2 separate regions of the Arachis hypogaea genome follow, and region 2 is linked to region 1. The links are chromatin contacts, called in public Hi-C maps. All regions are on one chromosome and are shown on one strand. Each heading gives the region's core, a stretch centred on a gene start, on an enhancer-like site or on the middle of the called end of the contact. The rest is flanking DNA. Distances are from core to core; before and after follow the strand shown.

The links. A called contact is a pair of places that touch in the nucleus more often than the background predicts.
Region 2: a Hi-C map of leaf shows a contact between it and region 1, with 5 times the contacts expected there. The contact joins the promoter of LOC112710991 here to the promoter of LOC112710989 in region 1. A contact is called at or near these places in 2 of 8 Hi-C or Micro-C datasets (both in leaf).

What each region holds. Positions count from the first base shown.
Region 1 is chr9:62,028,315-62,032,734 of arahy.Tifrunner.gnm2.J5K5, forward strand. LOC112710989 (trihelix transcription factor GTL2) reads right to left here and starts at 2,621. Exons shown (of 2, transcript XM_025763494.2): 1 at 1,811-2,621; 2 at 1-1,140. The coding sequence starts at 2,343.
Region 2 is chr9:62,199,932-62,204,356 of arahy.Tifrunner.gnm2.J5K5, forward strand. LOC112710991 (protein NDL1) reads right to left here and starts at 2,100. Exons shown (of 11, transcript XM_025763495.3): 1 at 842-2,100; 2 at 601-700; 3 at 273-370; 4 at 1-31. The coding sequence starts at 901.

The DNA.
Region 1 (4,420 bases), core at 1,371-3,870:
GTTTCTCTCCCATTTTCATCATTGTTGCTGCTCACTTGCGTGTTGCACCTCAGGTTTATCAGTGCCAACACTTCATCTTTTGGCCATCTTCTTCCAATTTCATCTTTCTCGCAGTTCGCAGTCGTGGCAGCCGCCTTCTTTGCCGCCGAGTCCGCCTCTACTATTGGGCTATCATTGTTGAGATAAGTACTATTAGGGTTCTTGCCAGCTTGTATAATAGGACTTGAGCTAGGGTTTGTTGAAGAAGAAGCAGCAGCAACAACAACACCATTTTGGTTATTCACAATCACAGCAGAAGAAGAAGAAGGTGATGATGGAGGATTAGGGTTTTGGGAATGCAACAACAAATTTGAACCATTGTGTTCAACATTGTTATTATTATTTGTTACCTTCACTAATTTGTTTCTTCCATTATTATTGTGATCATCATGATCTTCTTCAACACAAACAAGGGTTTGAATTTCTGGGGCAAATTTCTTCAAGAACTCAATGATGTTTGCTTGTCTATCACCAGCAATGGCTTGTTCCTGTTGCATGATCTCAAGCTCCTTGTTCATTCTCTCCACCTCTTGCTTCTTCCATGCCTCTTCTCTTGCAAGCTTCTCTTCATCTCTTCTCACCATATCTTCTATTAACTTGTTGTGCATCTCTTCTTGTTGCTCCATCATCTTGTGCACAATGCTTTCACAAAAACCTTTGAACATCTCAAACCTAACGCCGTCGCCGTTGCCGTCGCCATCTCCACCACCCCTCTTCCTCTTCCTCTCCTTTGTTTTTGTCGTAATAATCTTCTCCGGCAACACCACCACGGCCGCCCCAGCAACCACCTCTTCATCATTCTCCTTATCATCTTCTTCTCCCAATGCTTGGTCCATGACTACCTTGTCTTCTTGCCCGTCAGTACTACTTGGTTGCTTCTCCACTACCACCACTTCTTGTTGATGATGATGATCACTATTATCTTGTTGATGATAAAGCTCTTCAAGTTCACTAAGAAAGCGGTAACCAGTAGTAGTAGTAGGAGGAGGAGTAATGGTTTTGTTGGTGAAGTTAATGTTGCTGCTGAAATATCTGCTTTCTTCTTCAAACTTCTCTTTGCACTTCTCAGCACTCCTCTTATATCCAAGCTCTGCCATCTTCCTGCACACGCCATAAATGTAAAATTATTATTCCGGGGACCAAATTAAAGTAACTAATAACCATTATAGAAATTAATAATTACTTTGTTTTGTTTATTTTTTTTTTACTCCTTTGCAAGAACAATTCAAACATGTAATAATAATATAGTAATATATGGACAAAATCAATGGGGTTCCCTCCTTCAATTTTCATCCGTGTTAGTAAAAAAAATCCCCCCCCCCTCTCTGTCTCTCGAGGTGTGTGCCATTACTCTCTGTGAGTGTGTGTGTGTGTTTGTGTCAGTGTGTGAGCTGAAATGTAGGTGCACGTGTGTGTTTGTCTTCCACATGGAGGTAGCATATGATGCAGCTAGCTATACACTCATCACAAAACACACATATATACTCAGACTCCAGCTCATTAATTTTACATTTTCACATTTACAATATTCATAATTTCATTGCTGTGTATGTCGATTATATCTTGATCATCATCATTCATCAAACAAACAATAACAATAATCAATCCAGGTTTTAATTTCATCATCAGTAGTAGTAGACTAGTTATAATTCAATTAAATAATGTAAGAATTTATAACAATAAGTATATATAGGTGAGAAAATGATGATTTAATAATTTTAGTGAATTATATATATATAATGTAATGTAATGAAATGTAATGTTTGTGTACCTTGAGACATGTTCCCAAGTGAGTTGTGGGAACCAACTCTCCATGGTAGATCTGATCCTCAAGAGAGCAAGTACTTCATCATTACTCCAAGGATCAATGAGCTGAGGAGGAGGCATTTGCTGCCTCTCATGATCTCTTTCAATTTCAAAATTCATTGGCACAGTAGTAGTGGAAGTACTGCTAGCGTTGTTTTCTTCCCGGTCTTCATCATGATGATGATGTTTGTTATTGTTGTTGTGGTGTTGGTGAAGGTGTAATGATGGGTGCAAGATACTGGGGTGTTGATGATGAACTTGGTGAAGCTGCAATTGGTGGTGATGATGATGATAAGGATCAAAAGGTGTAGGATTAGTAGGGAAAGTGTTAGTGTTGTTGTTGGGGTTTGATGATGTGGGATTAGAAGAAGGATGATGGAGAGGGAGAGGGAAAGGTAAATGATGATGAAGAGGGATTTGTGATGAGGTGGTTGTTGTTGTTGTTCTTGTTGGTGTTATGAATTGATGGAACTGGTCTCCTGGCACTCCATCAAACATCTTGTGTGCTTTCTTTATCTTCTCTTCTCTTCTATGATCTTCCTACCTCTATCTCTTCTTCAATTCAATTCCCTCACTTGTGATGTGCTTCTTTCTTGCTCAGTGTAAATTGTGGCTAAATGGAATGCTACAACCAACTTTACAAAAATACTACCAACCCTTCTTTCTTTCTCTCTCTTGGCTTTCTCACATTTATCAAAGAATTTGTCCTTGTGTGCAAGGGAAAAATCTTAGGCCACCACCACACCCTTTTACAAGAAAGTGAAACTCAACACCCCCTCCCTCATCATAACCCATAATAAATAAATAAGAATAATACTATATATACAAATTAATAAAAAATTATAGAAAAAAAAATTATAGTGCAAATATTGTACATCATTACCAAATTGCATTTTTTTCCTATAAATGACTATTTATACTACTAACTATATTACATATACAAAAAAATTTAGCCATACTAAAATATAAAATATATATTATAATTAAATTAAACAACATATATATTTATACATATATATCTAATAATTAATTTTAGGTATGCGCACATGACATTTTGTTTTACAGATAATAAAATATTTAAGATAAAATAACTTTAATGAGTCATATTTTACTTTTTAAGTTATATATATACTTTTATTTTTTTCGTTTGTCAATATATTTGATATACATATTCTTTATTATGCTATTTTTAAACTATAATATAAATAAAAGAACGATATATTGTATCTATTATTTTACATAATAATACATATAAAATAATTATTTTTATTAATACTTCAATACATAATTGAATATAATGCATGATATTTCAATAAGACAAAGAAATTAAAATCTTGAAATATATATATATTCTTTCTTCCTTGGACAAGTCAATCAACCCACGTTACAAAGAAAAGGTATATTCAATGCATTTCATCCTTGTTTCCATTTTCATATAACATCCAAACTCATCTTTATCATATCCCATTTAACAATTCCTTCTGCTGAACAAAATTTGGTTACCTAGCCAGGAGTCTCATTACAAATCACATGTCTTAAGAGCCCATCATGAAGGTATTAATGATATAATGATAAAAATTTAAATTTAAATATCAACCGTGAATATTAAACATAATTTAACAGTGACAAATAATAATTAAAATATCACGTAAACAATTATTAAAAATTTAAAATTAACAAAATTAATATGATTTAATATTATACAAGAATTTGGTGTAACAAAATTGTTTTTAAGGATTAAAAGTTGAAACTTTCTTTATCTTGGGGTGCTACTGGTCTGTGGTTAATGAGGAAATGAATCAATAAAGAAGGAATACTAGGGTTAAGAGCTGCCTGTATTATATGATCTAAAAATTTGAATTCCTCAATAAGAAAAAGTATCATTATTATAGATGTAATATATTCACAGCTCATTGGAAAACTAAACTTTACTGTATATTAGTATTACTGTGTGCGTTCGGATTAGTTTCTATTAAACTAGAGTTTGAATAGAAGTGATTTTATAAAATTGATTTTGAATAGGAGTTTTGTATTTACATAATTTATGTTTGATAATTTAATAATAAAATTAATTTTTTTATTATTATATTAAAATTGATTTTGATAAAATAAATATTATTTAGTTAATATTAATTAAAATTATTTTTAAATAGATAATTACTAAAAATAATATATTATTGAATTATAATATTATTTTTTAAGCATATTTAATTTTTTTATATTTTTTTAGTATAATATTTTTTTAATACTCTTACTATTTTTTTATTATGCTATAATTTTTTAGGTTATTTTTTTTAATTTAATCTACCTAATGTGACTAATAAATTATATTATATAAAAATAATAATAAATATAATATACAAAAATTACAATTATAAAAATATACAATATCAAACAAAAAAATTAACAAAAAAATAAAAATAACAAATAAAAGAAAAAAATTTAAAATTTATTGCTTCTTGTAAATATTAGTTTGAATATAAAATCACTTCTGTATTTATTAAAAAAAATAGCTGAACAAAAGATTAAAGCATTTAAAAAATTTGAACGTACTTTTTGATTTTTCAAACGCAAA
Region 2 (4,425 bases), core at 850-3,349, 170 kb after region 1:
GCTCGTCCGACGAAATCACATCAGCTCCCAACTGCAATAACTCTTAAGCAAATGAGAGAGAGTCTATTAGACTCTATGAGCGACCGTGCAGAGAGCATTCATGACTTTTTCTTTTTTGTTTCAAGAATCTGAGGAACGCAAATCAATACCAAAGCTACGAAACTGGTTTATAATAAATTAATATTTCATGGAAGTGAAAAATGCATCAAAGTTCAGATAAAAATTGATAATTGAAGAGTATTAGAATGTAAAAATTCCCTACTAATACTGACCTCATGGCCAGGAGCATCAATGTGATAAATGCAGAAGTTATGAAGCAACAAAGAAGCAGCTTCTGGGCAGAACAACAGACCCTGGAAACAAGATACATCTGCATAAAAGGAACTTTTGTTTTTTATTTTTCAAAACTTCACAATTCTCAAACACATTCTCCCAATACAAAGACCTGCTTTAATTTTGCTTCCAATCCTCAAAACATTTCTATCCAAAAAAAAGACGTGGCATTTTCCTCAAGTTCAAAATGGAAATAAACTTAACAAAACTGAAATTACTAAAAACAGATAAAATTAGAAAAAGAATATACAATATAATATATCATACAATTAAGAGCCACATCTGGGTAGGTTATTAAAGCTGGCTTTTCTTGATCCCCACAAACAAGCACAGAAACTGAACCTTTACTTGTTTTCACCGTGAATTCCTGCAATACAGACACACACAAATTAAGTTAAATTAAATACAAAAATTGTAATAATGTTTAGTTTACAAAATTCCACTCTTTTATTATACAAATGAAAACTGAAAAGGTAGAATCTAAAAATGCAATTAGAAAAACCGTTACCTTTCCACCTAAAGGTATCAAATCAATGTCAATGGAGAGTGAGTCACTTGACTCGCCCATGACTCACTCCTACGCATTCAATGTAACTGCAAAGTAGAGAGGCACAATGATTTTGAAGCTCTTACTTTCTTCGTCTTCTTCTTTGGTTCTTTGCTGTCGTTGTTGATTGGTGGTGTTAAATTACGGTCTCAAGTCACAACCCCTTCCTTATTTGAAGGGAAAACCCGCACGAGCGACCTTTCTTTAAAAAAGATGAAGAAATTGAAAAAGTGGAAAGGTTTTTCCAGAGATTCAGATTCAGAAGTAGTACTAGATTTTTATTTTTACAGTGGCTGTCGTATAGTAGAATTCAGTGACCGTTGGAACAAAATTGGGCTAAAAGGGACATTTTACTAATTTATACAGTTTAAAAAACAAATATTTTAATTTTATTATACTGATATAATGTAAAATATTTTATAGATTAGTATCTGTTTCTTTGAATGTTTTTCACATCGTTAATACAAAAAATAATTATTTTTATTAATATAATATTATATAATTAAATACTTTATATTAGGGCTTTACACTACATCAACATTAAATTAAAAAAATATATATTTCGGTTTGCATATCTAATGTCTCTAATATTTCAGATAAACATAAATTTAGCAATCAATATATAGATATTTTACTTGTTATTCAAATTCTTTTAAACAAATTTGTATTTTTTTTAAGTATTTCTATATTTTTTTAATGTGCGAAATATAAGATACCATATATATCAACACATTTATAATAAACTTTAATAAGATATATGTACATATAATTTTTTTAAATTTCTCATGATATCTTTTAGTTTGATAGATTAAAACTTAATTTATTATTAAATTTAATTTTTTTTAAAAATTTATCATAATTAATGAATTATTCTGTACACTAAATAAAATTTAAATCTTCACCACTTACTAAAAAAATAATGAATTAACCATTCGTTGTATTTAAATTAGTTATATACATATACACTGTATAATACATTAATACGGTATCACAAAATAAATTGGTACGATATATTCTAATATAAAAGGCATAACATAATAGTAACAGTGAAATTGTGCTGGCATGGCATGGCAAGGCAAGGGGTTTTCTTTTCAATTCAAAGACAGCAATAACAGCAAGAACATGAACATTAGCGGCGCGCCCATGTGATTGTGATTTATTACATAAAAATAGAAAAAAAGAAAGAAAAATGAAAAATTCCAAATGTTATAAGAATGCAAAATGCAATTTAATTTTGCAAGAGCATCCCATAATACAGCTGTAGGATACCTGGGATTCTTATTATAAAATATTATATGCCCTTCCACTATTATTCTATGATCAGATTCCAGCTCATCACAACTCGCTTCCACTCACCCCCCCCCCCCCTCCGGGTTCCTTATTTTAACGTCCTAGGATTTTAGATTGGTTGGATTAAAGCTAAGTATCCTTTATTAATCAAAATTTAGGGTTGTTTATTCTTCATTTATTTCCTTTATTACTTTTGATTAAAAAAATTATATTTTATATATAAATAATGTATTTAAATTTTGTATTTAAGCTTTTATTATTTTTATTTTTATTTTCTATTTTTATGAAGAATGTTCTTTGTTGGGTTAATGTCCTTGTCTAATTTAGTGTGTATAAATGTCTATTTTTTTGGTCCCCACTTCGCCCACGACCACAAGCTCTAAGAAAAAAAAATTTTAAAATAAATAATTTAACTATTTTAATTACCTAAATATATAATTTATAACATATTTAATATAATCTTTTGCATGTATTTATTATCCTTTTTTATTAGATATATCAGAAGGTGAACTCTATTCCATAGAAATTCATTATGATTCTTTGTAAACGTAAGATTTTTATTTGATAAAAATTCATAAATTCTGATGTAATTAATTACTCTAATTTTACTGAATAATATTTATTTTGTTCTTAGAATGTCGAATGTGAACTTGACAAGTGAAAATGATCCTATCTTTTAAACACAGACAGATCAGAACAGTCTAAATAAGCCAAGAGATAACATATAATTTTTATTTCTATTGTCATTTCCTTAATTCTTGTGTTACCATATTTTGCTTCTGATTATATATATATATATATATATTAAAAAGTCCTTTAATAATTCATTCAAGAAAAAAAAAGTAGAAAAAAAAGTTGCAACTATGTAAGTTCTCATAAAACAGAGGTTGTGTTTCTATTCAATGCGTGAGGTGTATTCTGAGATGATTTCGGTGTATTTCAGGTTTGGGGAACAAGAAGAATCATTCAATGAACCAGCTCAAGAAAAAACGATTATTCTTTTAAAAGGGACCCATTCATAATCCGAACCGCTCGACATGTGAGTTTTTCAACTTACTTTCAATCTTCTATTCTTCTATTTTAAGAAAGTTTATTAACTTTTTATTTTTGTCTTCGTTAGACTTCCACTTCAAATACGTGCACTTCCATAAGAGACAATAGCATTAAGCCATCTACAAAATCAACCAACCCCTACAAAGTCTCCCAGCGACGAATTTGAAGATGAAACAATTAAAGGCAAAATTGTCTAAAAAATTTTATTTATGGGCGAAAGGATGATTTTATAACGTTTTGTAACGTTAGGGATGATTTTAATAACAAAAAAGGTCGGAGAAGATTTTGATTTTGACCTCAAACCTAAGGGACGAAAAAAGTACTTATCCCGAGTAAAAACATGCTTTTTAGACCTTAAAATTGCTAGTTCTAATTCACTTTAATTCCATCTGATGCCTTGATATGTTTGTTAAGTGATTTTAGGATTTGCAGGTAAATATTGGGTTGAAGGAATGAAGAAAAAGCATGCAAAAATGGAGAATTCATGAAGAAAAGAGAATTTGTTGAACTCAATGCCACGCGCACGCGTCACCCACGCGTACGCGTGAGATGGAGATTCGCCAGCGACGCGCACGCGTGGAAGAGAATTTTTCCAGTGATGCGTACGCATGACCCATGCGTACGCGTGACAAGCGGTACGTGACCTCACTAAAGGCAATACGCTGGGGACGATTTCTGAGCTGAAGGAGGCCCAAATCTAACTCATTTCTGATACTTTTGAACCCAAGGATCACAAGAGAATGAGGAGGGAGAAGCCATAGTGTAGTTTTCATCATGTTGTAGGTTAGAATTCTAGAGAGAGAAAGATCTCCCTTCTCTCTATAATTTAGGGTAGTTTAGGTTTAATTTTCTTAGATCCAACTTTAAATTCTATTTTTGATTTAGTTTTCTCTTTTAATTTCTTGTTGTTACATTTTACTCTTCTAGTTTTATTTGTCATTTCCTTTATTTTGTTACTTTTATGTTCATGAACTCTTGTTGATTTCAATTTCCTTTCAATGCAATTTCAGGTTTCATTCCTTTTTATGTTTATCTTTATTGCTATTGTTGATTTCTTGCCTATATTAGTTATGGGTTCTATTAATTCTTGCATTTTGTGATGTTTACTTTTATTACACTCCAGGTGTTTGATGAAATGTGTCCACTAGTTTTTGAGTAGTTCTCTTTACTCTTGGCCTACGCTAAGGGAATTGAGTGACCTT